2 separate regions of the Mus musculus genome follow, and region 1 is linked to region 2. The links are chromatin contacts, called in public promoter capture Hi-C maps. All regions are on one chromosome and are shown on one strand. Each heading gives the region's core, a stretch centred on a gene start, on an enhancer-like site or on the middle of the called end of the contact. The rest is flanking DNA. Distances are from core to core; before and after follow the strand shown. Region 1 overlaps Spata13 (spermatogenesis associated 13). Region 2 holds the start of Shisa2 (shisa family member 2).

Region 1 (5,869 bases), core at 3,094-5,593, 1.1 Mb before region 2:
CACTCAGGAGGCAATATATATGTTTCTATCCTACCTAACATCACCATGGGATAAAGAGAAAGATCATAAAGTTATTATAATTTATGAAAATCGGATTATTATGGGGGACTGAAACAAATTACTAACTTGAATGACATAGGCAACTCAAATACACAGTAAGCATAAATCTATTTATATAAAGTCACTTAAAAGTGACAGAGACAACTTGCTAGAAAAAACAGAAGTGTGCAGAACAAAACCAGAGGCATAGGGTGGTCTAACTACTCACAAACATTAAAAAAAAGAAAAACAACAACAAAACAACCCACCCACAGTTTTTTTTTTATTAGCTAGAAGCTGCTTTGTGCTTATGCAACATGCTGCTTGTATTTTCTTACTGATGCCAAAAATAAGAAATATACCAGGAAGTGACAGGGGCTGGGCAAGGTAGGCACAGGCAAAGCAGCCCTGCATGTGTTCCTGCTGGGCCTCTGTGCCAGCCACTTACTGTCTGAATACAGGCAGCAAGAGTGAAATCCACCCTAACCGGACTTCAGTGTTTGCAGTTCCCCTGAAGATGCCAGAGGCGGTACCCTAAAGGGCACCAAAATGGCTTAGGGATCTCAAAATCTAATCATAAAACATCAAGTGAAGTTGATCATTTTAGGGGTTGGAGCTCACATTCAAATGCTGCTCCTCAGTCAAAAAGACAGGTCCCTTCCAAAGCCAATGGGGACCTGGCTATGGACGGACCCAGGCAAGCCAGGCAAGGACTCTCTCTGCTCATAGGTGCACCATTCTAAACTACATCTTTTTTAAAATTATTTTCAGCAAAGTTTTTGTACTTCTAAAATACTGTCCAGGTTCACTGCAAAGACTATAGATTAAGAGGCCCGTTCTTAGAACTTTAAACATATACTCCAGCCAGAGAACCTACCTGAGATTTAGCCATGGGCAGGGGCGGCCCACAAACACACTGGAAGAACAGGCAGTTGACCACATCCATGAGTTCCAGAGTTGTTCAGGTCTCTTAAAAGCTGTGGTCAGGGCCCTACGCAGCAGCAGCGATGCAGAGCTCTGCCTGGTCCAGTCCAGCAGGCTCAACTCACGTGTCTCCAGGTCCCTGAAGCTTGAACCACTAAGTCACACCCAAGTCATAAACCTTTGTAAACAGACCTTGCACTCTGGGGACTGCCCTTTTAACTCTTGCTTTTCTGAACTCTTGTAAAGTGGCTTTCCTGGTCAGTGAGCCGTATTTTCTTCCTATACAGGATCTCTTTTTTTTCAAAAGCTCCAAAAATGAAAGACTTATACAAACTAATAGAAACTGCTTCCTTGAAAGGTTTCTGTGAAAGGCATTTCTACGAATTATTAACTGGAGATTAAAAATAAATGCTTACAAGAACCTGGTATGATAGCATCTCTTCAGAAGCAGTAAGTGCACACAGGGCTAGCTGGCAACTGCCCCCAGACAGATGGACTCCTAACCACTGTGAGCGTCTGCCAGTGTGCTTTGCAGAGTGGTCACCTTCTAATGTGCTCACCCTGGATTACGGGGTTCTAAACCAGTGGCTGACTTTATATGCTAAGGAAAATGTGGATACAAACACAAAGAAAGCAAGCTACTCGTGGATGGAATAGAGACTGGTGTTGATTTATCTACCTGGACGCAGGGTTTTATGTAGGCCAAGTTAGCTTCAGTCTTGACCTTAGCTGAGGGTGATCTTGAACTTTGATATTTCCGCTTCCACTTCCCAATCTGGGGGACTACACAGGCAGTGTAATCAGTGTTCTAACAACTGAGTTCTATTCCCAGACAAGGAGTGACACACGAACAAGGCTTGAGAGATGTCACTTCTACCAGAAGCTGGAGAAAGGACAGCCTTGCAGAGCCTGGATTCTGACACACTGACTTTGAACTTGAGGCTTCCAGACTCATGGGATGGTAACTGCTGTCACGATCAACAAGGTGTTTGAAGCCAGCCGGAGCAACATGCGTTGGTGTGCATTTGTGGGAGTTTTACATATATGTCCTAGGATATTAAATAAGAACTCTAAACATCCCAGAGGAATGACAGTTTTTCAGAGTTCAAAGCAAGGGCAGACACATAAGTAGGACTTATGACCCACCAGGTAGAGACAGGAAAGTGGAGAGGACAAGGCCGACCTGGGCTACTCAGAATGACTCTCTCTCTCTCTCAAAAACAAACAAACAAAAAACTTAATAAACTGCCTGATATTGTCTGATAACCACAGCCGACATAGGCAGATGGACATCTGTCACCCTGCCAGCCAGAAAAGAATCCCCACTCTGATGTTATCACAGGAAAAGCTTAGAAAGAAAAAAATGGCCACAAAAATATACATGCTAGAACATTTCTTAGCCAGCAGCTAGAATTTCCCTTAGAAAAGAATACAGAAATTGACTTTTCTCATTTTAGGATTTCAGTAAAGGCTTATTATGACTTTCTAGCCCCATATTAAACAAGCTGTTAATACTACGACGATGTATCTTTTGATACATACATACATACATACATATATATATACACATACATATATATGTATATATATATATATATATATACACACACACATACACACACACACACACACACACACACACACACACGATGGTTCACATTAACGTGATTATCTTATATATTCAGTGCTGAGGATCTTGCATGTGTTAGACAAAGCACTCAAATATCAGTCTCTCATAAATGTAGGATGTTTAACAGTAAGGGGATAATATTTGAAATGTAAATAAATAAAATACCCAATAAAAGAAAAAAAGAATGGTTAACAGTTTATTAATAATAGGTACCAGAAAGTTTATTAGTGCTACTCTTAACATTAATAGGATACACTGGGGAAGAATCATGGCTTTTGATTGGCCTTTAATTCTATCCCCCAGATTGGCAAGAAAATATAGTAACTCCATTCAATGATAAAAATACCTTTTAATGCCGTCCATTTGCCTGCAAAGTAAAGAAGTATCTTAATTAAAAAAAAATCCAAGGATGAATAATTAACTGCTTCTTAGGCTGGGTCTAGTGCTCTGGGCCTGGAGTAGTCAAAAGTGTCCCTGTTAGTCCAGAGGCGAATCAAGAGCTTGCGGCCAGCCTCAGCAGCATAGCGAACATTCTCCCCTTCTCCCTCCAAGAAGGAGTGTGTGGTGTCAGGAGGATCAGGACTTCAAGGACCCTGCCCCACAAAATGAAACAGATAATGAGAGACTATGGACACAGCTTGTCATCTCGCTATGATTATTACACTGCTTCCACGCACCAAATTAAAACATTTACTCAGTAAGCAAGTGTCCAGAAAAGGCTAAGAGGTGGGAATGAGGCTCTGCTCCGGAAAGCAGCTGTGATTTTGGTTCTTCTCCCCTACTGTTTGTTTGTTTGTTTGTTTGTTTGTTTGTTTTAAGAACTAAGGTCTTCCCTGTGCTTTGCACTTGGCCTAGGACACATGGACTCAAATGATCCTCCTGCCTTGTCTTCCCAAGTTCGGAAACTACAGGTGCTCACCACAGGCCTTGCCCCTGGACTTTTCAAGAGGCAAATCCTCTCTGATGACATTTCAGCAGCCGCAAATTGGCCTAGATATAAGCCAGAGGAGCCCTGACAAACACGTGCACTTTTCTTCAGATTTCAGCTTTTAGAGAGAATCTTAAAAGGCTTTTTATTTTTTTTCTCCCCTGAGACAAGGTCTCATGTGTAGCTCAGGCTGGCCTGGCACTATATAGCCCAGGCTGGCTTCCCACGAACCTCTTGCCCGTGTCATCACGCCCAGAAGTGTTGCTAAGTTCATGGAGGTCCATCCTGTCAGACCCTAGGAGTCCATGAGAACGCTAGGAAAACTATCACCATAAAAAAATAGCCTTTGTGTGGAATAACGGGGAACGAGCTGCTCAGAGCGGATGGAAACAACTTTTGAAAAGACTGAGTTGGAAAATGACTCCACTATACAAATAAGGGGCCACTTCACAAGGACTCAAGGTCTGAATGTCTAATCATGTTTCTGCAAACAACCCTTTTCTTGTTTTCTTCCCTTTTCCTTCTTTGGGGGTGGGGTGGGTTTGGGATAGAAACCAAACAGCAGAGTCTTCATGTACACACCAGGCTGTCCTCAAATGTATGGCCGTCTTCATGCCTCAGCCTGGGGCGCTGGGGTTGCAGGCATGCACGGCCAGGTTCAGTTCCCCACAGGCTGTTCTCTGAGCACCACAAGCACGCTGTGGTACACATCCAACACCCTTTTAAAAAAAGAAACCGCATCCAAGGTAGATGTGATAGTGTATAGCAGTCATCCTGGCTCTCAGCAAGCTGGGGCAGGAGGACTGAGTTTGTGGCCGGCCTGAGTTACGCAGAGGGGCTTTCTCCTAAGCCAGAACACAACAACCTGAGGGAGCTTGCCTGTGGGTGGAGCGCAGTGAAAGGGCTCGCTTAGCATTCTCAGAGGCCTGGGCTCAATGTTCAGAACGGGGAGGAGAGAAGCATGAGATTTTAATACTTTGGAAGGCACGATGAGCAATGAGACAGGGCAGAGCAGGAACAACTCTCTGCAATCATCTACGATGCCTAACAGTCTATGTCCTTTTGATTGGGCTGGGGGTGCCCAGTAGTCAATAAAGCATTGTTTCTGGGTGTTTCTGTGAGGATGTTTCCAGTCAGCATGGGTAAAAAGATCCACTCTCACCGTGACTCGACATAGGCCAACTCCATCTATTCCACAGAGAGCTCAGGGATGCCGGACTCCTCACTGAGTAGGGCTATTAATCTCATATCTGATGCGGCCTTGGCTCATCAACCCAGGACTGACAGCAGCTTTCGCATCTCTGTTCTGTTCTCAGGCCTTCAAACTTACACTGAGATGCCATCAGTAGCCTGCTGGGTCGCCATCCTGCCACGGCAGATGGCGAGACTCCGCCCACCTCCATCCCTGAAGCAGCCATTCCAGAGTACATCTCTTCCAAGTCCCTGCTGGTTCTGCACCTTTCTAAAAGTCCAATACTTTTGCTTGTTTTAATTGCAAATTTGAATACATTACCGACATCCTCTTACTTCTGCCTCACTAGCGTGTGACCACAAATGCATCAACAAGATTTGATCTATCTACTATTTAGATAAAAAGGAATAAAGAATTAAAACATGAAAGCTGCTATGACACATGTCAACACTGAGGACAATCTGCCATCGAAAAACGTTGGTTTCAGAAGATAACATATCACATGATTGCTCCCTTAGCCCACAGATTTACAAGAATCGCCAAACGTTCACTAAAAAGCACAGCCTGGCATGGTGGCACATGCCTTTAATCCCTGCACTAGGAAGGCAAAACCTGGTGGCTATCTGTAAGTTCAAGGCTAACCTGATATACATATCAAGTTCTAGCTCAGGCTACCTGGTGAAGCCTTGGATGAAAAACAAAACAAAAAAAGAAAAGAAAACCTAACAGCAAACCTACAGTAGCTGTTTTGATCAGTGGCTAAGGCAATGAACTACAGCCGCACAGAGATCCAAAGGCAACCAGCAGGTGCCCCTTCTGGGCTGCAAGCATACACTGACTCTAAGGAGGCCTGGGGGAAGGTGTGGGGAAGCCCTTAATCTTGAACTAATTTTCTGAAATGACTACATCCCTCCCTTTCTTGAAACATGGATTTTATTTATTTGTTTGTTTGTTTATTGTTCATACATGTGTTATGTACATGAGTGCTATGGCCAGAGTAGAGGTCAGAGGAATAGTGGAAATTGGTTCTCTCTTTCTACCATGAGGGTTCTGGGGGTTAGAACCCAGGATGTCAGGCTTCATGACATATGCCTACACCTATTGAGCATTCTCACCAGCCAGCCAGCCTACCTGCCTGCCTTCCTTCCTTTTTATG
Region 2 (6,504 bases), core at 287-2,786:
GAAAAGGTGCGTCACCCACGGGAAGTCGTCTGCTGTCCCCCAGAACTGCCCTCCGTCTGAGGACCCTTGGAGGAGAACCCTGGACAAGCCTTCTCCAGAGGGGTGCACCCTTGTCATTTTCTTGACTATTCCCAAGATTAAGCCCAGTGGAAATGGGACGAAGGGAAAGGAAGGCACGGACCATGAACAGAAGCAACGTGTTTTTTCTCGAGGTTTTTTGCCCCACTTCATACAAAGTTAATGAGTAGGGGAAACAAAACAAAACAAAAACAAAAACAACCCCCAAACAAAAACAAAAAACTCAGGTTTCTGCTCCCCGGCCCTTTCCTAAAATCTCCAGGCTTCCTGGTCCTTCTTGCCCAGGCAAAGCAACCGCCCTCCCGCTCCCTCTTTGCACCTGGCTGCTGCTCGCCTACCTGCCGAGCTGTCTGGGCCTTCTCGGTCTGTCCGGCCAGGCTCCCCTACGCCCTGCTGGCGGTCGTTGTCGCAGCCGCCCTGGTCTAGGCGCGCCTCGGCGCTGGAGCAGCAGTAGCGCAGCGCGCAGCTGCCGCAGCAGATGGTGGCGTCGCCGCCGTCGAAGCGCTCGGGGCACTGGAAGCCGATGCGCCAGACGCCCTGCGCGTCCAGCCAGCCGTGGCAGTACTCGCCGCTGGCCCGCGCCCCCGCCGCCAGCAGCGCGGCCAGCAGCAGCTGCAGCAGCGACGCGCGGTGCCTGGAAGAGGTGGAAGGTGAGCAGCGTCCGCCCCACATGGCACTGCCCTGGGCACCGGTGATGTCTCTAGAGGTCACAGATCTCCCCCAAGAAGTTATGGTTCGGCGATCCCTGGGGCTTTCCGTGAGGAACACTCCCCTCTGAGGCGAAGCCCAGGCTGCAGAGCCAGGGTCTAAGTCATCCCTCCTTGCGAGTGACCACGTCCCTGCTAGGTTCGGCCTTCACAGGGGCATCACAGAAGAAACGTTTCTGAAAGCTTGGCTTGTGATCCGACCTTCTTTGGGCATCCTCGAGGGGACGCCTCGCTGCCGACCAGGAGCCAGGCCGCGGCTGGAGCGTTTCAGCATCAGAGTCCGGAGCTGGTGGCTGCTTTCCCCCTCTATTCACTTCCCCTGCGAGAAGCAGCGAAGGAGGCGGGCAGTGCGCGCAGTGCTCCCGGCGGCAAGTGCAGCAGCGGCCGGCTGCGCTCTGCCTCCGCCACTCTGTGCTCGGTCCTCATGGCTCCGGCCACCGCTCGGGACGCTGCGAGTGCCCGCACCTCCCCTGCAGTCCCGGAGCCCGCCCGGCTGGCGGCGGCCGCGCGGCTGCTGTTGGGCGCCGGGCCAGCGGGCTGCCCTCCCCGGCTCCTACTGCAGCCCGCGTCTGGTCTCCTTTCTCCCTGTCGCTGGTGCGCCCCCGGCAGTGCGCTCCGGTGGGAGCCGCCCACGGAAGTTTCAGTCCCTCGGGCTATGGGAGCAGAGGAGCGCGCGGACACCCCACGCTCGCCTGGCAAGGCTGCGAGCCAGCTCCGACTGCCCGGCTGCGCACCGCGCTCCTCACTTAAAGAGGGGCTGGAGGCTCCCCTGCGCGCATGCGTGCCGAGAGGGCTTTCCCTCCGCCAGGGGACACTCGTAGCCCTTCACTTTCCTTCACCAAAGGTGTGGCAGTGGCCAGGCAGCGGTGCGGGTGAACAGAACAGACAAGTGGGAAAACACGTTTTAAGTCAGCCACGCCTTGGAAGCCAGTTAAAACAAGGATAGCAGAAGTAAGTTTAGTGCGGATCTTCGACGTCCAACATTCCGAGTTACTCTGACAACTCTCCAAAGAATAATTCTTACTTTCCATGTTACAGAGGACTCAGTCATCACTCAGATAGACTTGTCTTGCTCAGCTTTCAACCTCCAGGCCCAGGACGAACACAAACCCTATCTGAGCTGTGGTGCCTGGCCTCCCGGTGCCATGGCACTGCACAGTAAAGAGGTCAGCAAGAAAGTCAATAGGGTCACTGACTAAATTAACTATATTATTTTATTAGTTTTCTTTTCCCCTCCCTAATTTGGTGTGGTGATTGTTGGCGTCCGGCAGAAAGGTGCCTCCGTGTGACACTTGACCTCCTTGGCTTAGACAGCTGCAGCCAGGAAGAAGGCAAGGGTTCAGACGCCAGACATTCTGAGAAGAAACGAATAGCTTCACTCTTGAAGCAGCTGAGCAGGTGCTGATGCTATTAAAGTAACGATGAGTATTTTTAAAGGACCTACTGCGTCTTTCTCAGCTGGAGTCATTCCATGTGAATGCTAAACCCAGCCCCTGAAGGAGGAACCATCACGTGTTTCCGGGCTGTTTCTTTGTGTATCTAATGGAGAACTGGCTGTAACAAGAATACAAGGCAATTTTGTCCATAGCAAAGACATTTTTGAGTTAAACCACTGTAGGGCTCTTAGTGCAACCCTTACCTAAAACATTGAGAATTAAGCCTTCCACTCATCCCAGAAAATATTCACAGAGAAAACTCTTCCTTCTGTGCCTGTGCCCAACAAAACACCTTATTCTTGTCATTTAAGGGACCCTTGCACGGAACCCCAGAGCGTGGCCTGGGAAGGAAATGCTTTACCACAGAGCTCCACTCCAGTCTTGAAAAGACATATTTTAAATGCGCCAAACATCAACCCCTATAAGCTAAGAAATGAACAAAACTCCAACATTGAAGAAGCATTCATTTCATAAGCACATTCCGAATCGAGTTCTGGGGATTCACCTTGGCTCCTCGAACCGTTTCCCTCAAGCAGGGTGGTCTCCAACCCACAAACTAACTAGGCCCAACCCTGATTAGCATCAGAGATCAGATGGGTGTGGTCACAAACTCAAGCAGACTAATGTTTCTGAATTAACAGAGCAGTTGGACTGGAACGGAATCAAGCAAGTAAAAATGATACAACGATCTATAAGCAGCGTTGTGCAGAGCCAATGCGTGTGTGAGCGGTGGGTATGTAGGTGTTTGTATGTGCATGTATGTCTACATATATGAGCATGCGTGTGGCGGCCAGAGGTTGACTGATGTCAGGCCTCTTTCTCAATTATTTTCCTTATTGAGACATGGTATCTCACTGAACCTGGAGTTTACCAAGTTAACTAGACTGGCAGGCTTATAAGTTTGCCTGTGTGTGCCCCCATCCCACCCCATGATAGGATACAGGCCAAAGCCACCACACTTAGCTTTTCTATAGGTGCTGGGGATTCGAACTCAGGTCCTCATGCTTGAATAACCCAGCCTTTACTGACTGATCCAGCTCTCTGACCCTTTACAGGGCCAGTTAAAACACACAGGGTGACATTAGGCTGAGAGGAAAGGAGAGAAAAATATCAAACACTAGTGTTTAGATTTAAGCCCTAAGAGGCCAAGGATTGATGGGTGGAATCATGTAATGGATGGTGACTATGGTTAGCTACCATTTTCTGAACACTTACTATATTCTTATTATATTCTAGGCAGCCATGTTCCTGTGGTGGCTGATATCCTGTACTGAGCATCTCTCAGCATATTTAATCTTCACAGCCACCCATAAGGAAGACATTACTTTGCTCATTTTATTGGTAGGGACAAATTTCCCAGCCCAGGTGGACAGAGGGTGTCAATTTTCCTGGAACCACTCACTTGTTGCCTGACCCCAAAGCCCATTTACCAATCCACTGGTCACCATTCCCAGTGTCAGTAGAAATTGATTTACCTGGTATTCTGGGGGTTAATACTTTTCTAAAATTTATTTTGTTTTTAATTATGTGTAGGCATGTTTGTCTGTGAGTGAGTATGTAACATGTGTGAATTTCAGAGGCCAGAAGAGGCCACAGGATCTACTGAAACTGAAATTACAGGCAGTTGTGAGCTGTTCCTTTGAATGCTGGGAAACTTACTTCAGTCTTCTGCAAGTGGGTTCCTACTTTAAGTATGTTTCTTAGTTGTTGTGTTTGATGCAAGGTATTTGTACTTAGTGCAGACAGCACTTGCTCCATACTCCCTTTCCTTTCCATTTATACGAGTCTCCAAAACACCCATGGTTTATCCAGGGTTTATAAAGAAATTGTTGACCATTTCACACTGAATCGGTCAGATGGTTTGGTAGTACTGTGGTTTAAGGACACGTTCTTGTTTCTTTCCCAAATAGTCAATGATTAGTCTATGAGGATCCTTTGAGAAGTCACATCTCGAGCAGGAACTTAAGTTGTTTTGAGAGTATGGGGCTCTTGAACAAACGTGAGGTGTGGAGCATCAAATTTACTCTGACCAAGATTCCCAAAGCCTTCTGGGGGCTGCTGTTGAACGAGAAGGACCTATGGAGTCTCTCCGAAGGCAAAGTTCTGCTGAGGCAACTTGTTCACACTGGGTTCTGGGTGAGGGCAAGAGGAAGCCACGATGAAGCTGGACTACAGTTTGGGACTTCTTCAGATTGAGGAATTATTTCTTGGAGAGGTGGCTGCAGACCCAGGTCCTTAAGTTGGTCCCGGGCGAATCTGTTCACCATGCCTGTGTGCTCATGCACCACTGTCATATCAGGGTCAGAAAGTAAGTGGTGAACATTGCATTCCTCTTGGTTGGTCTGGACTCCCAGAAGTACTGACTTCTCTCTCCGTTGTCTTTAATGGTGATGGCTACCTGGGAAGTGGGAAGAAGGAGAACACCAAAAAAGGCCAGGGTGGTGCTTGAGCTGGGGATGAAGAGGAAGAGGATTAAATGAACACTTCCCTGTACGGGCTGTCTTTTCCAGATGACTAATAAAGCAAAATTAACATGAAAGAGAGGGGGAGAGGGAGGGAGGGAGGGAGGGAGGGAGGGAGGGAGGGAGGGAGGAAGGAAGGAAGGAAGGAAGGAAGGAAGGAAGGAAGGAAAGGAGGAAGGAAGGAAGGAAGGAAGGAAGGAAGGAAGGAAGGAAGGAAGGAAGGAAGGTTATATATGTTCCTGAGCCCATACTCTCAAGAGAGACAGAGACAGAGAGAAGAAAGAAAGGGAACTTCTGACATTTCACTAGTACCTGTTGAAGACCATACACCTAAACAAATGGACGACTGCAGATGGGCTGTACCTCCGTGAGCTCACTTGCCTAGCAAGTACAAGATCTGGGGTTGATCACCAGTACTGTAAAGCTAATGAATTAATTATGACTAGTCTTAGCTTCGCGACCCGGAGTTGATATAAATCATACAGAGGTAATCACATTTCAGGTGCTGGCAGTCAGAAAAGCTGCAAGCTCCACCATGCTTTTCTGTGAGAGACCAGAAGTTTCTTTCTGGCCACACACCCGGCAGTAGTCTGCTAACGAGTAGTTTCACGTTGGGTCATGTTCCCCACCTTTTTTAGAGAACAGGAGCAGTATTGCAAATTTCACATTTGTTCCACTAAATATTCTTTTATGCTTAAGTATTTGTGTTATCCAATATGAATTCAAATTAAACAATTATGTTAATTTACATTTTAAAAAATTTTCTCCTTCTCCTCCTCCTCATTATTATTTTTACTACTTTAACTCTATATCTTGCTCCACTGTTTTATCTAACCCCCATTGGATGTTTACTGTTTCATAATTTCTCTTTGGAAATATTGGGTTAGAAGGCATCCAAGACTTTTGTTTTTGTACAAGAAGGAAAGATCAGCAAGTATGCAAAAATGATTGCAACGGGGTTGGGAAGATTGCTCAGTGGGTAGAGCAGTTGTTATGCAAGCATGACGGCCAGAACTTAGCTCCTTAAAACCCACTGCTGCACCAGACTGTAACCCCAGCAGCTCCACTGGCTACTCACAATCCCAGAGCTTGGGAGACAAACCACAGGATTTTCAAGCTATGTGTGTAAGGAGAGACCCTATCTCAATATATAAAGTAGAATGTGATCAAAGAGAACATCCAATATCAACTTCAGGCCTAAACACACACACATGCATATAAAGATTTGCAAATCATATATAATGAGTCTAGCACCCATAACATAAACATTCAACAACTCAAGAACAAAAAGAAAAATAACTCAATTTACAAAAGATTTGAACAGCTCCCTTACCAATTAAGGACCAATCATATGGAAGGATGTTCATTTTTTTTGTCACTAGTCATTAGTTGCCGTAATCAAACCTCATTAATCCTAGAACGGAACTAGTGTTGATAAAAGGAAGAAAAATAGTGCTTGTAAGCATATGGAGAAACCGATATCTGTAAACATTGCTAGTGGAACGAAATGTGGCCTAGCCATTGTACAAAGCAGTTTAACAGTTCCTTAAAAGTTAAGTCAGGAAGGGCTATGTGGCCCTACCATCCCAGAGACTCATGTATATATAGTTCAAAGAGTTGGAAGCCTATGTCCATGCATAAACTTCTGCATTGATATTCAAACACCGCTGTCCACAATAGCCTAAGGCTGGAAATAACTGTCTGCTCGCTGGAGAAAGGATGAACAAATGTCCTGGATCCATACAATTACAGTAAGCTTTACCTACACAAGGATAAAGTCTGAGTACATGCTGCAACAAGGATGGGCCTTGAAAACATTGT

The links. Promoter capture Hi-C pulls out the DNA fragments that hold promoters and counts their contacts.
Region 1: a promoter capture Hi-C map of hippocampal neurons shows a contact between it and region 2, with 4 times the contacts expected there. The contact joins the enhancer-like site here to the promoter of Shisa2 in region 2. A contact is called at or near these places in 9 of 39 promoter capture datasets (the 3T3-L1 cell line, 3T3-L1-derived adipocytes, the HPC-7 cell line and 4 more), 1 of 15 datasets of contacts at CTCF or cohesin (large pre-B cells), 18 of 484 Hi-C or Micro-C datasets (3T3-L1-derived adipocytes, the BV-2 cell line, the Ba/F3 cell line and 13 more), 2 of 115 datasets of contacts at active chromatin or transcription factors (embryonic forebrain and forebrain) and 1 of 9 other capture datasets (embryonic stem cells).

Annotation. Positions count from the first base shown.
Region 1 is chr14:60,698,170-60,704,038 of GRCm38.p6, reverse strand. The region is part of intron 2 of Spata13 (spermatogenesis associated 13); the gene reads right to left. Among named protein-coding and RNA genes, the nearest start is that of Gm41165, 17 kb to the right of the region's middle. Within about 2 kb of position 4,343, at least 9 of the 459 cell types and tissues checked have an H3K27ac peak or open chromatin away from gene starts, as enhancers often do. A contact at or near this core is called in hippocampal neurons, where this site is marked.
Region 2 is chr14:59,620,313-59,626,816 of GRCm38.p6, reverse strand. It overlaps Shisa2 (shisa family member 2), which reads right to left and starts at 1,536. Exons shown (of 2, transcript NM_145463.5): 1 at 417-1,536. The coding sequence starts at 750. It also overlaps the pseudogene Gm18073.